Regions from separate parts of the Mus musculus genome. Here region 1 is linked to region 2. The links are chromatin contacts, called in public HiChIP or PLAC-seq maps. All regions are on one chromosome and are shown on one strand. Each heading gives the region's core, a stretch centred on a gene start, on an enhancer-like site or on the middle of the called end of the contact. The rest is flanking DNA. Distances are from core to core; before and after follow the strand shown. Region 1 holds the start of Tmem52b (transmembrane protein 52B). Region 2 holds the start of 2310001H17Rik (RIKEN cDNA 2310001H17 gene).

Region 1 (4,232 bases), core at 227-2,726, 270 kb after region 2:
CAGAAGTTGGCCTGAGATTCCTCTGGGACTGGAGCTACAATTCATGAGTCACTATGTGGATATTGAGAACCAGAGTGCTTTCCATATCAAATTGAACTGAGCTGACAGAGACATAAAATGCCTTGTCCAAGATCCCATAACAAACAGGGGGTCAAGCAAGTGACTGGATCAAGACCCTGAGCTATGGTCTTAACCCATGCTGGTTTACTGTCTTTCCCACAAGAAAAGAAAACAGGGTGTGTGTGTGGGGGGGGTATTCATGAAGTTTTTCTATTATGTGGTGTTTGAATAAAAATATTCCACACAAGATGCCTCCTTGACCCCGATTTCCTTTCGCTGAAGCAACAGCTGATGCTAGTTCAGGAGTTATTTATTATGCTCTCTGAAGAAGGAGGTGCAGTAAGGTCCAGGCCTAGTGAAAGGCTGTAACTTAAGTCCTGCTCTCCACTCCTCCAGAATGCCTTCTGTCTCACAGAGTTTTCTATTGAAGTTTGGAAAGTACATTTCACTCAAGAGCCTATGTTATAAAAAGAAATGGACAACTTGGAGAGAGCAACATTGTACCAGAGAGTTCTCTCACTGTTTGCTCTCCTTAGCTGAGAACAGGAAATTGTTTGCATTCATAATTCTCACATCATATCATCACGGTCTGATCACATGGTGTGTGGGGCCTTGAGTGTGATGGAACCCACTCCACAAACTCCCTCATCAGGACCCACCCTGCAGCCTCTCCTCATCAATTAGAAAGCAGCTGAAATCTAATTTTGTTCAGTCTTGTGAAACAGACATGTCACTGTGAACCAACACTGAGTGTTCTTACTTAGTACTTTGGGATCTGGGTAAAAGATTCCTCCTTAAATATCAGTCGTTTATATGGCATTCACTGGCTCTGGACAATATTTTCCTGTATAGCCATTTTATATCCTTTCCGTGTGGTGTGCTTATTTTAAAATATGACTTGTAAGTCTTATTTTATTGTTGATAATATGTGGGTTTAGATGGAGGTCTTGCTGTTCCCTAGGGTAGTCTTACTTTCCTGAACTAGACCCATATGATCCTCGTGTCTCAGCCTCCTCAGTAGATGGAACCGTGATTGTATGCTCTGAGCCTGGTTCTCTAGTGACAACATCACAACACTGCTTTAAGAGGAGCAGAGGGAGAGAGAGAGAGAGAGAGAGAGAGAGAGAGAGAGAGAGAGAGAGAGAGAGAGAGAGAGAGTGTGTTAACTTGGAAAATGGTTTTTAAAACTATGCCTGTGTTTCTGAAACTGAAGCAGGAGGCTGAGACCATTGTTAGCACCTGGCACTTCTAGTTTTGAAACCCACTACCTACTCTAAAGTAGGGATAACTTTCTAGCTCCTTTAAAATCTCTTAGTCCTGCTGAATGGCTGCAATAAATGACCCAGAACCTGCAGGGTTGATTATCAACACGGTAAGGGGAGAGTTTTAAGGAGTAAGAAGGCAGATGCCAATCACATGGAGAGAGGGTGGAGAGAGATTGGCAGTGACTTTCAGACTTCAGCGGTCATCCAGGAGCCGAGAGTGTGTAACTAGTTTCCTGATGAACACAAGAACACATCTGGTCACTCACAATCTGCCTTTGACCTATTACAGGTCCAAGTCTCTCATTATAGACTGAGGAAAAAAAAATCTAACTCAGAGGACAAATGTGCTCTTCTTGAATGCAGACGAAGAAAAATTAAATACACAGAAAAGTTTGATTGAAGAAAGGAAGTGGAGAGGAAGCCAATGTGGAGACCCCGTGAAGAGAACTCAGGAGGAGGAAACTAAAAGGGAAAAGGAAACCGTAAAATATAAAGCCAGCGGGAACAAGGAGAGGAGATTGATCTATTGCCGAGAAAAAATTCTCTTTAGGAATCCTTCACCACCAAGTTCCACGTGGCACGGAGCATGGGAAGGATACAGCAGATGCAGCCGGCGTGACCTTTCTGGACCAGATGTTCAGCCTAATGACAGCCTGGGCCCAGGTGCTGATGGCCTCTGGCCTGTTTTATTTCATCCAGGTGTGTTCAATTGTGAAACAGCAGGAAGAAACTTTCCTTTGCGTATTGCTTTAGCTATGCTGTCTCTAGGAGGAAATGGATGGAGCAAAAACTGATATAGAACCCAAAAGGGAGTGAGAAAAGAGTACTATGGTGTTTGTTTAATAATAGGGGGTTTCAGAGATGTGTGTATGTGTATGTGTGTGTGTGTGTGTGTGTGTGTGTGTGTGTGTGTGTGTGTGTGTGTGTGTGTAGATGTATGTATGTGTGACTGATGCTCATGGAAAGAGGGAGAAAAATTAGAACAATCAGAGATAGTATATGTTATACTCAGCTTGAACAGGGGTGCAGGGATTACCCAGTGAGTTCCCAGTACCAAAGGTCTCTTTAATAATATTTTAAACAATTTATTTTACTCCTCTGTGAAAGAAAAGCCTGTGAGTCACCATTTAGTTGAAAAAAGGGTCAGTATAGTGAGAGATTCTGGACAAATGCCAAGGCCAAGTTTACATAGCTAGGAAGTCTAGCTGAGCAAGACACTGCAGAAACTAGACTGCATCTCATTCCTGTGCTGGTAGCAGCTGTCTGCTTTGCTTCCCACGCAAGTTAACCAATATATAAAAGTACATTTTCTTATATGTTCTCTTGGTTTCTGCATTTCCTTTTCTTCTTTATTCTTCTTTCTTTGTAACATCTCCCCCATTGCTCTTCTTGTGTAGTGAGATACTGATGTGGTGAAGGCTGAAAATGAATAGCACTGGGGCTAGATTTCAATTTTCAGCAGTGCAGGGATAAGGAAGACAACCACAATGTCCCAGGGGATGAGTCAGGAGACTTCTAGGGTGACAAACTGACACAGAGGGCTATTCATAATTCCCTAAGGAAGGATGCTCAGCCATGGCCCGAGCCACATAGAAGATCCCTGCTCTTTCAGGAACTTCTGCCTCACAAGATGTAGTCACCAGTCAAAGGAATGACCAATGTCTCAGGCCAGTACAGACCAATCCTATGATCCTGTCCTCATCTTTACAAATAGGTCTGACAGGGTTCAGCCATGATGGGTAGTTGATAGGCTGCTGAGAACTGCAGGTGTGACCATTTCCATGTCTGAGATTATTTCCTTCCCACAGCTTCCTGGGGCCAGGAGTGAGGAGAACTGTGTCAACACTGAACAGTAAGTATCTGAGAGTTCAAGCTAGGAGTAGAGACAGACAAAGTGACAACACCCAAACATAGGCTAAAATGTCAGCAGATAGTGCCGACTTCCCTTTTAACTTAAATGGACACCACCTACCATCATAGACATGTGTGTCATTCCAACTGCTCAGAATCACCCTACTGAGAGTGCTTTTTTTTTTTTTTTTTTTTTTCAAATCAGTCTTCTCGTCAACACAGCACAATTAATTTAAATACATATAGTCAGGGAGACCTGCAAAAGGCTTCCTTAGCTGTGGTTTCCAGTGACTCATTAGGGCAGACTGGGTTCAGCAGCCAGTCATTGGCTTATCTATTTGGATGATTTCCACAGCAGCATGCCCACTTCAAATCCAAAAGCAATTTTTGGTTTCAAGTAAGGACAGACAATAACAATCCTGTTCACAGGAAAGGAAAACACACATTCTGCCATAGAATCATTTCCCTGAAACCAGCTCTATCAGATGTGAGGGGAATTAAGTAAGTAGGCTCGTCTTGATTACTTGGCATGAGTATATCTGATACTGGCTAGATGACATCGTGAATTCAGATGTCTGTTGCCATTTGGAGTCTAAGGTAGAAGTGAAAGCATGTGAACCAATGACAAAATGTGAGAAGTAAAATGATACATTGTTTCAGGAAAAAAAAAAACTTCATTTTCTCTAGAAGAGTGACCAAATATGGAATGCAGAAATGATACATTGTTTCAGGGAAAATACAAACAAACTGCATTTTCTGTGGAACAGTGACCAAGGATGAAATGCAGAAATGGGTCTCAATATATATTTAATGGAGAACATTTATTTTATTATTTTAGTGAAAAACTGGTCCATCTTTAAAGAAACACGCATTCCTCTGCCTATCCCCGACTTGCGGTTTTAGTGTCTTCCACACAGTCTTCCTTGTGAAGCCAGCCAGCCTCTCCCTTTTCTCCCTTCCTGTTTGGTCTCAGCAGATGTACCCATCAGTTTTGAGTTTAGCTGTGAAAGTGTAGGCCCTTTTTAGGGGGAGGATGTTGCAAGAACTTGTGAAATA
Region 2 (4,413 bases), core at 1,819-4,318:
CAAGAGTAGAGAAAGAAGGCATTGACACAAGGAAAATGACTTCATGGAAAAAAAACAAAAATCCTCAATATGAAAAAAAAAAAAAATAGAGGACTTCTTCCACATAGCATGTTGGGATGGAAGCCCTCTGAGGGTGGGTGTCAGTGGGTAGGAAAAGGGTGGGGAGCAGGTTAGCAGCCATATTGTACGTTTCCTTCCTTGTCTCTGTCCAGAAGATGGAAATGGGCTCAGACACCCTGCAGATTCAGGAGGGGCTTACAAAGGCCACCAGATTTTCTGGGACCCATCAATATAGAGAACGACTTGGCAGTCAACATGATAATCCCCTAGAACAGTTCAAAGATTGGGAAGGACACTTCTTCAGAACATTGCCAAGGACAACTCTCCAAACCAATGACACTGAGAAACTGTCAGCCTGTCTCCATCCTCTGACTCTTTTCCTTTGTGGGGGACCAGCCAAACTTCATTTGTCACTCAGAAGTAAGGGTCAGAGACAGGCAATTCAATCAATGTGCCAGGAAAAGGAATCAACAAAGGGATCCGGTGACCTCAAGCTCATCTTGGGATCCTAACATGGCTTTAGGCATAAGCAGGGGAAGAATTAAGGAAGCAGATGGTTCTCTTGAGCAAGAGGACTCTCCAAACCACCTGGAAGAACAGGAACTGAGCAAATGATCAACTATAGCACTGTCAGACTGAGAGCGCTTAGTCAGGAAGCCCTCTGGGCCCTGCACTAATACTTCCTCTGCTGAAACCCTAGCTGATGTCCATTCTCTAGAAGATGGGATTCATTTCTGTGTTCCTCACACAGGCATTTTGTATTTTGACTAAACTCCATATTTCCATCACGAGTCTTGTTTGGAGCATGTTAGAACCTCAGGGCTCAGTTACAGCATGTGCTCCAGGCCTCCTGTTACAAGATGCGTCATGAATTCCAATGCTAGAGTCCCAGACTACACTACATGTGCTGGCCCGTGGCTAAAGCTAATAGTGTTTTCCATGAGTGCTGACTAAACAAGTGGGGAATTCCAGAAACTGGGCACAGTCAGAACAGACTCTTAAGAGATTTCCCCGCAGAGAAGAACAACGCAAAAGTCATCACACCCACCTCTTAAAACACCTTCGTATGCAACAATATGAACTAACCAGTACCCCGGAGCTTTTGTCTCTAGCTGCATATGTATCAAAAGATGGCCTAGTCGGCCATCAGTGGAAAGAGAGGCCCATTGGTCGTGCAAACTTTATATGCCTCAGTACAGGGGAACACCAGGGCCAAAAAGTGGGAGTGGGTGGGAGGGTATGGGGGACTTTTGGGATAGAATTGGAAATGTAAATGAGGAAAATACCTAAAAAAACATTAAAAAAAAAAACACCTTTGCGTGGTTGGTTTTGGCTCTCAATTTAACACAATCTGAAATCACTTGCAAAGGGAGTTTCCATGAAGGATTATCTAGATTAGGATGGTATGTGGGTGCATCTGAGGAAAACTAACATGGGGAAAAAAAATCCTCCCACTGAGATGAAACCATTCTTTGAGCAGGGGATTTTGGACTGTCAGAGAGTGAAGAAATTGCACTAAGCTTCATTGTTCTTTCTTTCCACAGTGGCTGGATTGTGACCAACTGCTTCAAAGGTCTGCTGCCTTCACTTTCCTCCAGTGATGCACTGTGATGATTTGAATGAGAAAAGCCCCTCATAGGCTCCTGTATATGAACACTTGGTCCCCAGTTGGTGGTGATGTTTAGGGGAGGTTGGGAAACCTTTAGGAGGTATGACCTTGCTACACTTAGTACACAGCTGGCGGTGGGTTGGGCTTGAAGAGTTTTTAGCCAATGAAGGAGAAGACCAAACAAATCAGGCAAGGAGACACACTAATGCACAGGTATTCCCAAAACAGTATGGGACATGAAAATCCATAAGATTATCAAATCATTGGGCCTGTAAAAGTGATACTATATGTTCTTCAAGGAAAATATGGGTGCCCTCCTCAATATCAAATTGAAAACTGTGCCAGTGTAAGAAAAGGGGGAGGGGGAGGCAAGATGCACAGTAAAAACCCCACTGCTTCTTATACTAAGAATTATCTGCTCTATAGACAATTACAGACCTAAGCAAAAGTCCTGAAACGAAGGTATCTGAGATGACTCACTGGGCTTTGCCGGGGCTACTGACCTGGGTACATTCCTGGGCCTCACATTTGACTGACACCGAAAAGTTGATCTCTAACCTTTATATGTACACACACACACACACACACACACACACACACACACACACAGTGAAATTACCAACATGTGTATGTTGAGAACTGGAGGGGCTACTCACCCTGAGAACGGAGAATCAGATGCACGGTGCTGGGAGCAAGAGAGCTGCCTTACTAGTCCGTGCAGTGACTAGCCTGAAAGCCACTGCCTTTTCAATTGTGCCACACCTGCAGATATTATCTACATGCAGCTTAACGCTCAGAAGGAGGGTCTCAACTCTCCCAGTTCTCTCCACTTCCTCCCTGCTAACTCCCCTGCCCCAGCAAAGAACACCTAGAGGGCCGCTCAGCAGTTTAAGAATGCTTGCTGCCCTTTTACCTGAAAATTTTAAGTAGTTCAGACAGCTCACTACCATCTGTTAACCCGAGTGCCGCAGCATTCAGTGCCCTCTGCTGAGCACTGGCGCACCTGCAGGCTTGCACACAGGAAGCTCCTCCCATCCTCTCCCCCTCCCTTCCCTCACACAGGAATGCAAATAAAAATATAACTTTAAAAGAACTCGAAGTGTCAACATCACGGTGTCATAAATAACACCGTGCAGAGCCCTATTTAAAATAAACAACCCTGCGGATTGTAGTGCTGCTCCCGGCTCCCTCAAAGCAAATTCTTTCATATGAAACAACAAAGTCTCATCCAACCGCATCGCTAATAACTAAAACGAAACACAAAACAAGTAAGGAGGGCATTGGTTGGAACCCGTGGGCGTCCCTGCTCCTCAAATAACTCTGAAACTCTTCCCTCAGGTATTCCCACTGTACCGAATCTGGAGATCTAAACTAGTCCTCCCTAGTCAGGTGGCGCCGGCTCCATCTCTGAGTTCTACAGGGCAGGAGCCCCAGCCTGGCAGGGCGGGGAGAGGTGGGGTGGGGCGGCACACGGGTGCCTGTCACAAGTCATATCCCGTGAAATGTGTATGTTAAGCCTCCAATTAAAACAGAAAGAGAAGAAATAATCTATCAAAAATCTAACAGACATCCCATCCCTCAGGAAAACAGTTCCATCTCCAATGGACATAAATTCTAATTAATAAACTTTTTTATTAAAAATAAAATTAATAAATAAAATTAATAAATGTTTCCGAACATCAAGACAAGGTGTGACATCCTTTCCTACCTCCTGTTTGTATCTTCTGCTTGTTGCTTGGCTTGTATCGTCCATAGTCATGACTCAAGCCAAAGATAAACTAAGTTTATAATTATAAGGTGCATTAACACACATCTCTTATTTGTTACCTCCCAGATACTCTTTCTTTTGCAAACATTTATAAGCTACTTTATATTGAAAAGTGGGTCAGGAAAACTAGTGATGTAAAGTGATGAATTTCATTTAACAGTTAATTACAATGAATTGATATAGAAAAGCTACCTCATAACTTATATGATTGTAAATCAATGCCTAAATAATTTCTTTCATGCATATACAACATTTAGTTTATATGATATTTTTCACAGATAGACATTCTATGTCCCCAAAGCTTTAAAGAGCTTTGTGAGAAAATGCTACTATACTGTGACAATTCACAGTTGATATGTAGAGAAAAAAACAAAACAAAACAAACAAACAAAAAAACAAGCCAAAAGAAAGAAAGAAACAAGCAAGCAAACAAACAAGCAAACAAACAAACAAGCAAACAAAAAACCAGACTACTTATCATTTCAGGCTTTAATTCTAGCGAAGTGATGAGATAAATCATTATGCAAGTCACATCAGCTAAAGCACACATAGACTCAGTCAAAACATCAGAGGTGTAAAAAATTCCGTGGCTAAACAAGTCAAACCAACTTTTCAAATCATGTATCAAGCAGCAATCCCTCTATCTAGTTTCTATCACACTGGGGCCGTGAGAACCATCAAGAGACTATTGAAAGAGATTCTCACCTGGACACCGCTTCTCAAAAATTCCATTTCCAGAATCACTGCAGCTACGGGATTCTGTAAGAAAATAGCCACGCTAAGAGCAATAGAAATAGAAATAGAACTATTTGCAGAGAGACACTCACAAAGTCTATTTGTACCCACCTCTCTGCCCATCTTGCATTAGTGTCTGTGTCTGCATGACTTAGAGGTCATTGTGAACTTGCTATCTCTGACTGCTGATGCTCATGCATATAGTTCAAGTATGATGCGTGGTGGTGAGGGTTCAGGTGAG

The links. HiChIP or PLAC-seq counts read pairs in DNA pulled down with a chosen protein or histone mark.
Region 1: a contact with region 2 is called in a FOXA1 HiChIP or PLAC-seq map of pancreatic cancer cells. The contact joins the promoter of Tmem52b here to the promoter of 2310001H17Rik in region 2. A contact is called at or near these places in 3 of 39 promoter capture datasets (the C10 cell line, cranial neural crest and neutrophils), 2 of 484 Hi-C or Micro-C datasets (both in liver) and 2 of 115 datasets of contacts at active chromatin or transcription factors (bone marrow-derived macrophages and pancreatic cancer cells).

The regions. Positions count from the first base shown.
Region 1 is chr6:129,511,081-129,515,312 of GRCm38.p6, forward strand. It overlaps Tmem52b (transmembrane protein 52B), which reads left to right and starts at 1,477. Exons shown (of 5, transcript NM_001081186.1): 1 at 1,477-2,024; 2 at 3,134-3,177. The coding sequence starts at 1,959.
Region 2 is chr6:129,235,414-129,239,826 of GRCm38.p6, forward strand. It overlaps 2310001H17Rik (RIKEN cDNA 2310001H17 gene), which reads right to left and starts at 3,069. Exons shown (of 4, transcript NR_040268.1): 1 at 3,023-3,069; 2 at 2,326-2,431.